Regions from separate parts of the Gossypium arboreum genome. Here region 2 is linked to region 1. The links are chromatin contacts, called in public Hi-C maps. All regions are on one chromosome and are shown on one strand. The core of a region is the stretch at or near the end of the contact, and the rest is flanking DNA. Distances in the headings are between cores, read along the strand shown. Region 1 holds the start of LOC108464115. Region 2 holds the start of LOC108463268 (putative zinc finger protein CONSTANS-LIKE 11).

Region 1 (7,000 bases), core at 1,286-3,785:
TTTGATTCCTTCTTTCTCTGAAGAAGATAAGTTAAGATCTCTTGCAAAGATTTACCTTGCAAATCTGAAGCTAAATTATCCAGAGCAACATGCTTACCCTCATTTATAATCATGAATGACATCCTATCCTTCAACTTAATCTTCTGAGCAGTTTCAGAAAGCTGTAGGCTTGGATGTCCTGTTTTACCCTTATAAGCTAGGAGTGATGACTTTTCTTTATGATCAGTATTTTGTGAACTCACCCAATCTGATATCTGGTGGTGAAGTGCTACTTCTCTAAACGCATCAAGAGCTTCCCTACTTTTTCTTCTAGTTTCTGATGTCTGAGATGATCTATCCACAAAAAGAATTACTGATGGCCTATTTCCAGGTAAAGCAAGCGGAAGATCTTGGCCAACAAATTCTAGCTACATTGCGTGGGAAGTATGTGAGAGACAGAGAGAGATATACACTCAGAATAGGAAAGACACAAGATATTAAAATCAATATGAAAAAGACAAACCACGTTGTACATAAAAATAGGAACTTATATATATATATATATATATATATATTCACGTGAAATAGGCAAAAAGTGACAGTTGGATTGCCTCCTTTGTGCATGAAAATCCATTGTGCCACATGCATACAAATTATATTGATCTTGCTCATAGTTAACAAACAATTGTTATGAAGCCCTGAACACAATTAGATCATACTAAGTGAACAAGTTCCTTTAATCCAATTAAAAGTAGCTACAGTAACAGGCAAAAAGGATACTTTTAACTAAAGGTTAGAGCATTTGGAGTAGAGCTAGGTGTAACAAAATTCTCGGGCTAAGATGCACACTATTCAGGTGTCCTACCCAAAGTAAGGGAAAAAAATAGCTACTACAGATGTGCCGGTTTTATGTATTTAGTGGCATGCAATCAACCTAAGATTATTCTTTCCCATTAAGTCTACAACACCATAAAAAAAGAAGCCATAAACCTAGTTCGCTTTGACCACAAGCTTTGGGGGCACTGAGAAGTAGAAAACTTCATACCTCGCGAACAACTGAATTGTCTGTCATGAGGGCATTCTTGAGCTCTTCCTCATCTTTAATAACCTTTGAACAGCCAGGGCATCCTTTGAAGTACAGCACTGCCATCCATGTACCAGAATCTTCAACGCCAAGAGACGACACTAATGATGTATTAGAAATCAACCCAAATCTAAGTCTTTCTTGAGAAACTAAGAACTCTCTTCTAACAGCAATCAACTTCGAGAAAAATGAATCAAATTGCTTATACTCTTTTAAAGTACAGTTCAACCCAAGATCAAGTTCCATATTTTCACTCTCCGTTAAAGAAACTTGGTCATCTACCATGCTAAACCCAGTAATCCAAGGAATCCCACCAATCCCATTTTCCACATCACATTTCAGCATCCCACTTCCCACTTTCTGAATTTCAAAATAATAAAACCAAAAAAAAAAAAAAGTTTAGGCAACATTATCTCCAACCCAAACCCAAAATTTTCTTTTTCATTAATTAAACTAAATTAAATATGGAAATGAAATGTAATCAGAAACTACCAGCAACCTTAGGCGTCAAATCAGTTCCAGTCCCATTGTTTTTCACCTTATCCACTAACTTGGGTGACCAACCGCAAAATTCAGCTAAAATCAAAGCTTTGTCAGTGGAGTTTAGAAACATTTCCAGTTCCTCCTGAGAATTAAGGGGCTTTAAAGGAAGTTCTTCAGGTGAAGCAACTGATATATAAGGATGAATAGAGTTTAATATGTTTCGAGCTCGAAGCTTCCCTTGGTACTTATACGATACGGAGTGATAATAATAAAGAACCGTTATCCCATCCGAAGCACCAATTGAATCGGCCAACGTTTTCTCCATGTTCCTATGAATTAACATTAATTTCAAAGAGTCAAACTCCGTTGACTTATCTGCAACCAATCGGGACACCTCCCTCATAAGGGACCGGGACTCGCCGCACCCTGAAAAAAGAGAAGAAATGAGGAAAAACGTGATCGCTGATTACAATTTGAATCATATTCATATTCGTAGCCGTAAATTGAACTGTAAAAGGCAAATGATTTTGATTGAATTGAAATGAAATGAATGTCTAGGTTACATGGGACGGTGACGAGGATGAGGGTGTGAGGGTGGCGACAGATCTGAGAAGAGTAGTTCAGTTTGGTGAGGATCTGCCATTCCCCTACGCCGTTTGAAGCGCAATCAACGGCTGATAACAGCGCGAGTGAAATTATCGAAATCGGGATCAACAACAAGTACTTCATCGCCGTCGCGATAAATCACGCAGACACCGCCGCTTTTCTCAATCAATGAAGACCCGACAGTGTTTTGGGTCAAATATGTACATGGATTTGGAACCCAACATCTATTTCAACAGATAATTGGATCGGACTGGGTAGGGTAAAAATTGAGTACTAAATCAAAAAATTGTTATCGTTCAGGGTCTAATCGTGATTTAAGATTTTCATTTTCAGTGGGTTAAGCATAGCTACGTTAATTCTTATCTAAACTTCGAATTTGATTAATACTATCTCAAACTAAATTGATTTTATTATAAAAAAATTTAAAATTTTAATATCATCAATTTAACTTTAATTGATATTACTTGAAATTTATTCAAACTACAAACAATATTAACTCGAAACAGCTCAAAATCACCTAAATTCAAATGACCTGAATGATTCGACCTCGTAATGATTTGATTTGAAAAACATTGAGTGTGAATCTAAATAACTCAAACACAAAATAATCTAATCTCAAAATTATTCAAACTCTAATCTAAATCTAAATGCTTTTGAATTAAAATGACTCGAAAATGTTAAAACTCAAATTGATTGGACTAGAAGCCACTTTGGTTCATCTAATTAATAGGTTTAATTGTCAATTAAATTTTAGCTCGATTGGTATCGACATTATTGTCAGTACAAAATAGCGTTGGCTCGAATGTGTTGAAGCACATTATACTTTATTTAAAGGTTAGGTTAACAGGTCTAGTTTAAAATACCAATATTAATGTGAGACAATTTGAAATTTGAATTGAATAAAAAGGTTGCATGTTTTACCTTATCACCTATACTAGATTATAACTCGATTCATGATGCGAGCAAAATAATTATATGAAAAAAATAGTTAGGAATAAAGTAACATTTCACCCCTGAATTTGACAACTTTATCTATCTTGGTACCTTAGCAACTTTACTGATGAAGTGATTAAACTCAGATTATTTAAATTTTCTCTTGATGGGAAAGCTAAGGGTTGACTCAATTCTCTTCCCCATGCCTCTCTGTCTCCTTACAAGGCTATAGGCGAAGATTTTTAGAATATTTATTGCAAACTTCTGTACAAAATCGTGAGATTTTATTAAAGTGAAAAATTTTAGAATTTTGTTGTTCGAATATTTTTTGTGCTGAAGTAAATGGTTTTATGTGAGTTATCTCGTTATTAGTTGTATACAATTTTAGGTACATAAAATTTTTAGACTTATTGCATAACGTATTTAGTAATAAAATTATAGAATGTATGTCTAGGGATCCAAATAATTTTATTTAATTAGAAAATTAGCCACAAAAATTTAATTAAATGAAATTATTTATTTAGTAAGAATCTCATAAGGTTTATAGAAATTAGATGTTGCATAATGATTTAGCAACAATCTTGAATAATGTTTAAGGATTAATATCTAGCTAAGTGATTTTCATAATTTTATTTAGTTAAAGACTAGTCACAACACCTTTAGTTAAATAAAATTATTAAAGTTAAAAATCACATACGGAAAACATAGGTATTAAATCTCATTACATAATTTATTAAGATAAAATTATTAAATAATTTTTCATGAGTTACCCATAAAAATTATGAAAATGAATTTAATAATTTTTATCAAAAGGATAGTAAATAATTCTATCATAAAATGGATCTAATTGAATTAAAAATTTAGCCCACAAATAGTTTTTATGTCACTAGATTCATTATTTTCATAATTTGCATTGGTAAATTATGATTTATGTTTGCCTCAATTTTTTGTTAAGCATGTATGTTCATTTGTTTTGTAATTTTACAACCTGTGAATATATATGATAATAGAGTAGATATCCCTGAATTAACTAATTAGAACTTTAAGTTATGGAAGGAGAGTATTCTTCTCCAATTGGGGTGCTTGGATATTGATTATGTTATAAGGAAATTTGAGCCACATATTACTGAAACCAACACCTAGGTTGATCTTGTTTTGTATGAAAAATAGGAGTAATCTAACCTGTTAAGTATCATGTTCATAAAGAGTAAGGTTCCTAATGATGTTCGTGGCTCAATTGAACATTATGAGAATGTCTAAGAATTATTAACGGCTATTGAAAAACAATTTAGAACATCTCAAAAGACATTAACCAACACCCTAATCATGAAGTTCCCATCAATGAAGCTCACTACCGTTAAAGGTCTACGTGATCACATCAACAAGATGAGAGATTTAGCAACTCAATTAAAAGCACATGAGGTTGAAATGTCTGAATCTTTTCTAGTGCACTTTATATTGAACACTCTTCCACCTCATTATGGGCCTTTTAAGCTCTCCTATAACACACATAAGAATAAGTGTTCTATCAATGAGCTTTTGACCACGCGTGATCAAGAAGAGGCTAGACTCGTACTGGAGATATGAGTGAGTGCATTGATGGTTACTCAAAGAAAGAAGACGGTCCAAGCCAAGAAAAATGGGAAGGCAAAAATGCAACTCCCAGCTGACATAAAGAAAGAATCCAAGTGTTTCTTTTGTAAAAACAAGAGACACTTAAAGAAGGATTGTGTCAAGTTTAAAAGTTGGCTTGAAAAGAAAGGTAAATCAATCTCACTTTATTTACTTTGAGTCCAATATGGTTGATGTTAGTTACAACACATGATGGATTAATTATGGTTCTACAATCCATATATCGTATTCTTTATAAGGATTAAGAAACCTGAGGGAGTTTGTGGGAGTTGAATGACACATCTATTCAGAAAATAAGATAGAGTCACATGTGGAAGCAATTGGAATATGTGAATTAGTGTTTAGGAGTGGCTTTGTTTTAATTTTAAAAAAAGACCTTTTATATTCCCAGATTTTCTAGAAATTTACTCTCTATTTCGAGACTTGTATCATTTGGTTATTGTTTTAGTTTTTCAAACATTGGTTTTAGTTTATTTTATAAATCTGAACTTGCTGAGAATAGTGTTTTATTTGATGGTCTTTATTCTCTTAATTTGTAAAATAATGTCACTTATAATGTTATGCACGTTCAAACTGATACTAAATGTTGTGTTATAAATAAAGATTCATATATTTTATGGCACCGAAGATTATGACATATCTCCATTAAAAGAATTAAGAGACTAGTAAACAATGTGTACTTAGTACTTTAGGTTTTACTAATTTCAATACTTGTATATACTGAATTAAGGGCAAGCAGACTAACAAGTTAAAGAAAGGTGTCAATAAGAGTTTGACCATATTGGAAATCATCCACTCTAATATATGTTGCCCAAATATGGATGTGCAAGGTCAAAAATATTTCATCACTTTCATAGACGATTACTTACGATACATGTATCTCTACATGCTTCATCACAAAAGCAAAGCATTAGAACCTTTAAAGTTTTCAAAGCTAAAATAGAGAAACAATGCGATAAACAAATCAAGATTGTGAGAACCGATAGAGGTGGTGATTATTATGTAGATACACTGAGGATGGATAAACACTTGTTCCATTTACGAAGTTTTTTTCAAGATAATAGTATAGTGGGCCAATACACCATGTTAAGCTCACTTGACCAGAATGATGTTACGAAAAAAAGAAACCGAACTTAATAGACATAGTGCGAAGTATGTTTAGTAGCTCTAAGCTACCTAAATCCTTGTGGGTTAAAGCTCTTAAAACAACTATGTATATATTAAACCGAGTTTCAACCAAGGCTATCTCAAAGACACCTTTTGAGTTGTTCAAAGGTTGGAAATCGAGTTTGCGACATATACACTTATAAGGATGCTCGTTTGAAGTAAGTAAGAAAAGAAATTGGACCCAATGACCATTAGTGGGTATTTCATTGGATATGTTGAAAGGTCCAAAGGATACAGATTCTTTTATCCATCTCATAGCACTAGAATTGTGGAATCGAGAAATGTAAAAATTTCTTGAAAATAACTTAAGTAGTAGGAGCGATCTGTCTCGGGACATGATTCCTATAGGTCAACCTTCCACCTCAAGTGAGAGATTGGTTATCATACAAAGCACCTCTCAAGCTCAACCGGGTGTTGAACAACTAATCAATGAAAATCCACAAGCTGCTGAAAACACTTCAGTAGATCAAGCTATTCAAGAAAATCTAGAAATCATTGAACAATTAGTTTAACAACATGATCCACAAGAAAATGTTGGTTCAACATTGAAGATATCTACTAGAGAAAGGAAATCAACAATTTCTAGTGACTATATTGTGTATCTGCAAGAGTTTAACTATAATATTGGAACTGAGAATGATTCTAATTCATTTTCACAAACCATGAGTTGCAAAGAGTCAGAATTGTGGTATAATTCTATGAAAGAATAGATGAATTCTATGAAAAGTAACGATGTTTGGGATCTTATGTCATTGCCTAAAGGCGTAAAATACATTGGATGTAAATGGTTCTTCAAAACAAAAAAAAACTCAATGAGCAACATAAAAAGATATAAAGCTAGACTGTTGCTAAAGGATTCACTCAATGGGAAGGAATCAGTTATATTGAGACTTTCAGTCCTATATCTAAGAAAGATTCCTTATGCATTGTGTTAGTATTAGTAGCTCATTTTGACCTTGAGTTGCAACAAATAGATGTGAAAACTGTCTTTCTCAATGGTGACCTAAAGGAAGAGGTATGCATGAAACAACCTAAAGGATTCTCCTTTAGTGATGGTGAACACTTGGTATGCAAGCTAAAGAAGTCTATATACAGATTTAAACAAGCTTCCCCCAA
Region 2 (6,231 bases), core at 2,941-5,440, 180 kb before region 1:
ACACATATACCAATAGAATAATATCCTCAGTTGAGTTTATGCGGTTAATGAAGCATACAAAAGTAGCATGTAATGTAAGCAGTAATTTTACATGAATAATTTATTGTTAAGAGCCCCCAGTAGCAAATCATGTGGAGCTATAGCATCAGCATAATTGAGGCAGTTCATAGATTATCAGGGATGAACTCGGTTATAACTCGAGTGTTCACAACTCAAATAATTTAAGGTGCCTACAGTACAATAGACTCGTGCATAAGAAACAGGCTTCTGATATGAAGCCAAATAATGCTCATAACAAATGGAAATAAAAGCACCTTCATACACTAAGGAGGTTTACTGCCAATTCTCCATCATCAAGAAAGACCAAGTAAATCAGCAATAGTAAGTACAATTGAGAAGGCTTAAGTCGAGTAAGTGTACAAGGAAAGGACACCCTGAAAAGTACACCAAGGGAGGAAATTTATAAAAAAGCTGCATTGCTGCCTAATATTGAACAAGAGAAATGATAATGTTGTTAGCTATTGGATCCTAAGCAACAAAATTAAAGGGTTAAGACCTGAACTTTGAAAGTGCATGCGATATCTGTCAATACTGTGATTAACCTCTACTGCCATACTCGTACTAGTCAACAATGGAAATTTTCCAAAAAAGAAGAAAAAAAACTATGTATAAGATCAATTCTAGCAGAAAACTTGTTTCCTACAGCTGTCTTATCTGAATATCTGTTTGACTTTCCCTATAAACCAAAAAAAAGCAGGCTAATCTGAAGATGACTAACTTTCAGTGTTCCTTTATATTTCCTTCGCTCTAATGTTACTGATTTCTTAATTTCTTCAATATAGTATTCTACAATAAGCTCTTTATTTTATCAATTGATCCATTGTAGACCATTTCTTTCTTTACTGAAAATAGGCTAGAGTCTCGGTTCAATGCTTATCATGCCATTATGATTAACATTATTTACAAACATTTTTAGATGGACTAATTATCGTCTTATTAAATCTCTTACCTTCATGATCAGGGGCATGATTCCATAATTCGCCTTAGAAGTTCCGTGCAACGAGAGGATCATAATCATATTCTTCGCCTGCTTTCACAAATCTGCCTTTCACACGTTTCCTAGTGTCAGCCCTAGCCTTTCGGGAGGCATATCTTATTTGCTTACCAAATCTGTAAATAGGAAAATGAAAAAACAATTGAAGAAGAACTTGTCATACATCATCCTGACCATGTGAATTAATAGCTATTTAAACCAAATATTGAAAAATAAAATGCAAAACAACCTCCTTCCATCTTAAATTGGGAACGTAAGTAATATTCATTATGCAGAGATGTATTCTGTTTTTATTGTCAAACTAATTGTTTTGTTTCAGGAAAAGTAAAACAATAATCATGCCTACAAATTACAACTGATGATTTCATATGTTGAAGAGGCAATCTATATTATTAAAGACAACAGACAATGTCATCCCAAAAGAAGTAAATCTACAGATTATCAGGTATTAAAACAGAACAATTTTGATTTCAGGAAAGTGTCCTCCAAACATTTTTAACCAGAAAATGAGTTATCTCAGTATCATATTAACATGAAAACAGAAGATAAACATCAATTTCAATGTAACAGGGATGAAAAACATACATTCGTGTTTTCTTTTTTTCATTGTATCTTATCTTCGCTTTATCCCTAGCTTGTGGGCAACTAACTTCCAAATTTTGGAAATGGGAGTCACCGGTTAGAAAACCTGGTGGTAATCCACAGTCTTGAAATCCAGCAGGGCTAGTTTTCACTGTAATGTTGGATGGTGAAGGAGCTAAGTTTGAAGGAACTTGGCCAACAGGATATCCTAGATTGATGTTTCGGTTACAACCCGGATTCATAAGCATGCAATTAGAAGTGCCAATCATGGTAGCCATCATACTAGCTGAGCAACCAACTTGAGGGGATGGAAAAGGCTGGCACTCCTTTTGTCCCGATGGTAATGCCTGTTAAGATACACAACAGTGGCTTGTCAACCATGAAGTGATTTAAAATCTCTTCTCAACTTCAATAAAGAAACATAGATAAAACAAGAACACAGTTATGTAGTTTTTCAGGTTTATAATTACTCCAGAACATCAGCAACAATAAGTATGCTCGAGAAATAAACATGTAACATGGTAAAATGTCTTATTAACACAATAACATGAGTACCATGGAGCTGAGTCTTGATCCTATTAGTTATGAACTTAATTGTTCCTTACCATATGTCTATTATTGTTTGATTTGTAGAGCAGAAGGTAGTAGTATTACAAAGTACGATTTGCACAAGTCATGAGTTGAAACTAATGCAGTGAAATGAATTGATTTTCAAACAAATGCTGCAAATGGAGGCCACTTAGGACATAAAATAAATGGTGTTCTATTGCACAAGGACTTCAAGTTTCAGATTTTACTTTATCAGAAACATATTACTGAATAGAAACAATAGCTATATAGCAGATGGATTTTTGGCCTATTACCTCTCACATCACAGTTGATGAAGTACCAAAAAGTTAGGATTTAAAACTCAAAGCATCAGCTGATAATTTTCTAAGTTTTATATGAAAAACAACTCAGATGCTCATACAATACTACAAATTAGATTAGAAAATGTGGAAAGGAAGAAATAGAATATAAATATATATATATATAACCATAGATGTATTTATAAGATAAATTTTGCAATTGAAATTAGAGAGAGAAAAGAAAACCTCTAACATGTTCTTGCTAGGACCATTAGATTCGATTACCGGTAAAGTTTTGTCCATAATTAGGCAGTCTGTCCCAACCTTCTCAAACTGGTACCTAGTTTGGCCTTGTGAACCACCAAATATCTCATTGGCAGTTTCGAAGCTGAATTGAGCATCATTGATGTTCAGGCCCTCACAAAGGTCATCACCATCAGGAACTTTGAAATCTCTGAGGTCAGAATAACCCTGGAACAAAAGGAGCCAAAATCAAGCATTCAAGACAGATCAGTCCAAATGCGGCTAAACAAAGAATGATTCAAGAGTCGAGCTATTACTTCAAATTCAATACTTTCCATCACCAATTCAAATAAATATAGCAGCAAAAGCCATACCTTTGGCATATTCGGCTCCTCTGAGAAAACAGGTTCTCCATCTTTACAGTAAGGGACGTAATTTGCATTTGGTGATATCAGAGAAGATGAAACCATACAAGGCTTTAGCTTAGGACATGAATCTAGTTCATTTAACTTTGTACCAGCCAGTTCAAATGAGCCCCCTTGATCTATTTGATTCAAACAGTTAGTGAAACAATTGTCGTTAGCAGCTGAAGCACCGACTGGCCAATCAACATCAAAAACAGCAGGAGACGAAGCACCAAGAACCGAAGACCAGATTCTTCTAAACTCAGCCAAAGAAGGACAATCCGTATAAGAATTGAGGGCCTCTCGCCAATGCCCCAAACTCCAGCAACCATTGCCATTACCATCACAATCCTGACAAAGAGACAATTTCTCATCCAAACACCTAACAACTGCAGATTGAGAATTGCATTTCTCACACAAAAGTGAACGAACGTGTCTACGTGACAACAAATTTGCAGAGTGAACGCACCCATCACAGCTCAAGCAAAGCCGAGCCGAATCCGATTTACAGTAAACCACTGCTCTTTCTCCTCGACAAAAATCGCATACAGGTTCCATCCCGTTATTCCTCCTAACTTTACAGTAAACCACTGCAGTTGGGCGGTAATTCGGCTCTATTGATTCCTCAATCCTAACAGAAACTACCCTTCAATAATCAAAATTAACAAAAACCGATTAAAATTATACCCAGATCATGTGCAAAGAACAAGGAATTGAATCATTTGAATGATTAAAATTTAAAATCATAGAAAAAGAGTAAATTGAGATTAAGCTTTACCTCTTCAATGAAAAGAACCCAATCCCGGCTTCTGAAATCAGCCAATGTCGAAGAACACATAAGCCATTAATCGAAGCAAATACGCATCAACATTGATAACAGAAAAGCAAACATTTCTTTGAGCTAAAAATACATAATAGGGGGAACAGTGAAGAGCTGTCAGCGTTGGTAACTGGAAGTTTTCTTTTTTTTTTTTCAGTGAGCAAAAACTGGTTTATTTATTCACGTTTGTCCGAGGTTTGATGGGTGCTTGCCACGTGGTGCGATGTTAGCTTTGTGGATGGGACACTCTAGGATGACGTGGACATGTGATTTTATTGCGGTCATCCGTTTTGGTCGGACGATGGCGAGGATGGTAAATAAGTGGAAAGATTGAGGGCGGTTTGATAGAAGGATTGGTCACAAATTGATCACCACGTCATCACCCGAGATTATGTGCGGGTTTCTCATTTTGACTTTCGAGACGAAAATTTAGCCCCGCATCTCGAGATATCACAGATAGACACGTGGCTTATGTGTCTGAACAGTTTCTGATTTGTGGTGTGAGACGATGCTGATGTGGGCGCTTAGCTGTGTTGAACTGTCTGAATCTCTTTTTAAAATGGGATAAATGGTAAGTTTAATACCCAGTTATTTAGTGGTCAAATTTATGTTTGATTTTATTTTTAGATTAAATTTAACATCATATTTTTTTACGTAATTAAAAAATTATGTTCAATTTGAAAAAATAGGAATCATAATTTGAAAAAATTATGGTTATCGAGCATCAGTGGTACTTTTTAAAAAACGCCGCTATAGATCGAGCATTAGTGGCGCTTTTTAAAAAATACCGCTATAGGTCGACCATTAGCGGCGCTTTTTGAAAAATGCCACAAAAAAATTAAGCACAACGCCGTTTTATATGAGCTTTAGTGGCATTAGCAGCGGTTTTTGAAAAAGGACGCTATAGATCGAGCATTACCGACGCTTTTTAAAAACATACAAAAAAATCAATTTAATTTATGGGTTATGGTTTAGGATTTATGGTTTAAAGTTTAGGGCTTAGAGTTTATGGTTTGGGATTTATGGTTTAGAATTTGGGGTTTGGAGGTTGGGGTTTAGGGGTAAATATGGTGAACTACTTAATTAATTTGTATATCTTAGAATTTTTATAATATAAATTTAAATAAGATAAATATAATTTATTATTTTTAAAAATATATATCAAAATGGGTTAAATCCTAGAAGCATACATGAACAATGGTTTAGTGTGCAATGGGTTAAATCCCAAAAGCATAAATTATGAACACAATTATTGATATAACATCATTTTATATTTATATATTGCATACATAAATATTTGTATTTATTCAATATAAAAATATATTGATGTATTTATTTTTAAAATGTGTATGATTAAATCAAAATTAAAGTTTCAACTATACATTTAAACCACAATTAGAATTTCACGTCTACAATTACACATTAAATTGAATTTCATATATAATTAGAGATGTATCTTTATTATAATTTAGGTGTATACATATAATTAAATATTTAATTATGGTTTAAGGTTTGGGGTTAAGGTTTTAAGGTTTTAATGTTTAAGGGATATGGGCTATGATATAATGTTTATTATTTTGGGGTTTAGAGTTTATGATTTAAGATTTAAGTTTTAATGTCCATGGTTTAGGGGTTTAGGGTTTATGATATAATGTTTATTATTTTGGGTTTAAAGTTTTTGTTTTAAGGTTTATGGTTTAGAGTTTGTGGTTTTTTGTTTTATAGTTAGGGTCGTAGTACTGTTCATGGTTTTAAGGGTTAAGCTATTAAGGTTTAAGGGTTAGGGTTTTTGATAAAATAATAAAAATTAAATTTTTTTAGGGTTTAGGTAAGCAATAAGATTATTTTTAATTACTTTTATCCCATGTAATATATATTTAGGGTTTAGGGTATATATTTATAGTTTGGGGTTTAACATTTAGGGTTTCTTGTTGGAAAATTGAAGTAACATTTGGAATTTATTGAGAAAAATTTTGAAAGTAAAAACATAGAAAAATACATGTCAAAAATAAAAAATAAAATACTATTAATTAAAATAATTTTAAAATTTTTTTGGGGTATATGACTGATTTTTTAATTTATATATTAATTAATTTCTTATAAAATTGTAAAGAAGATAATATTTATTTTAATATATTAAAATTATCAATATAGTTTAAATTATTTAAGAGATAATGATAAAGTTTATATATATTAAACCAAAATAAGGGATTTTTAGCGAAGCAAAACAGTGCTATTGCAAAAGATAAGCAATAGCGGCAAGCGGCGTTTTTTAGTCTT

The links. A called contact is a pair of places that touch in the nucleus more often than the background predicts.
Region 2: a Hi-C map of leaf shows a contact between it and region 1, with 2.8 times the contacts expected there. The contact joins the promoter of LOC108463268 here to the promoter of LOC108464115 in region 1. A contact is called at or near these places in 2 of 5 Hi-C or Micro-C datasets (both in leaf).

Annotation. Positions count from the first base shown.
Region 1 is chr13:11,156,415-11,163,414 of ASM2569848v2, reverse strand. LOC108464115 reads right to left here and starts at 2,535. Exons shown (of 7, transcript XM_017764212.2): 1 at 2,110-2,535; 2 at 1,563-1,972; 3 at 1,025-1,423; 4 at 1-407. The coding sequence starts at 2,275.
Region 2 is chr13:11,343,787-11,350,017 of ASM2569848v2, reverse strand. It overlaps LOC108463268 (putative zinc finger protein CONSTANS-LIKE 11), which reads right to left and starts at 4,190. Exons shown (of 8, transcript XM_053024641.1): 1 at 3,910-4,190; 2 at 3,102-3,772; 3 at 2,731-2,955; 4 at 1,640-1,983; 5 at 1,010-1,170; 6 at 315-434. The coding sequence starts at 3,689. The coding sequence ends at 1,044.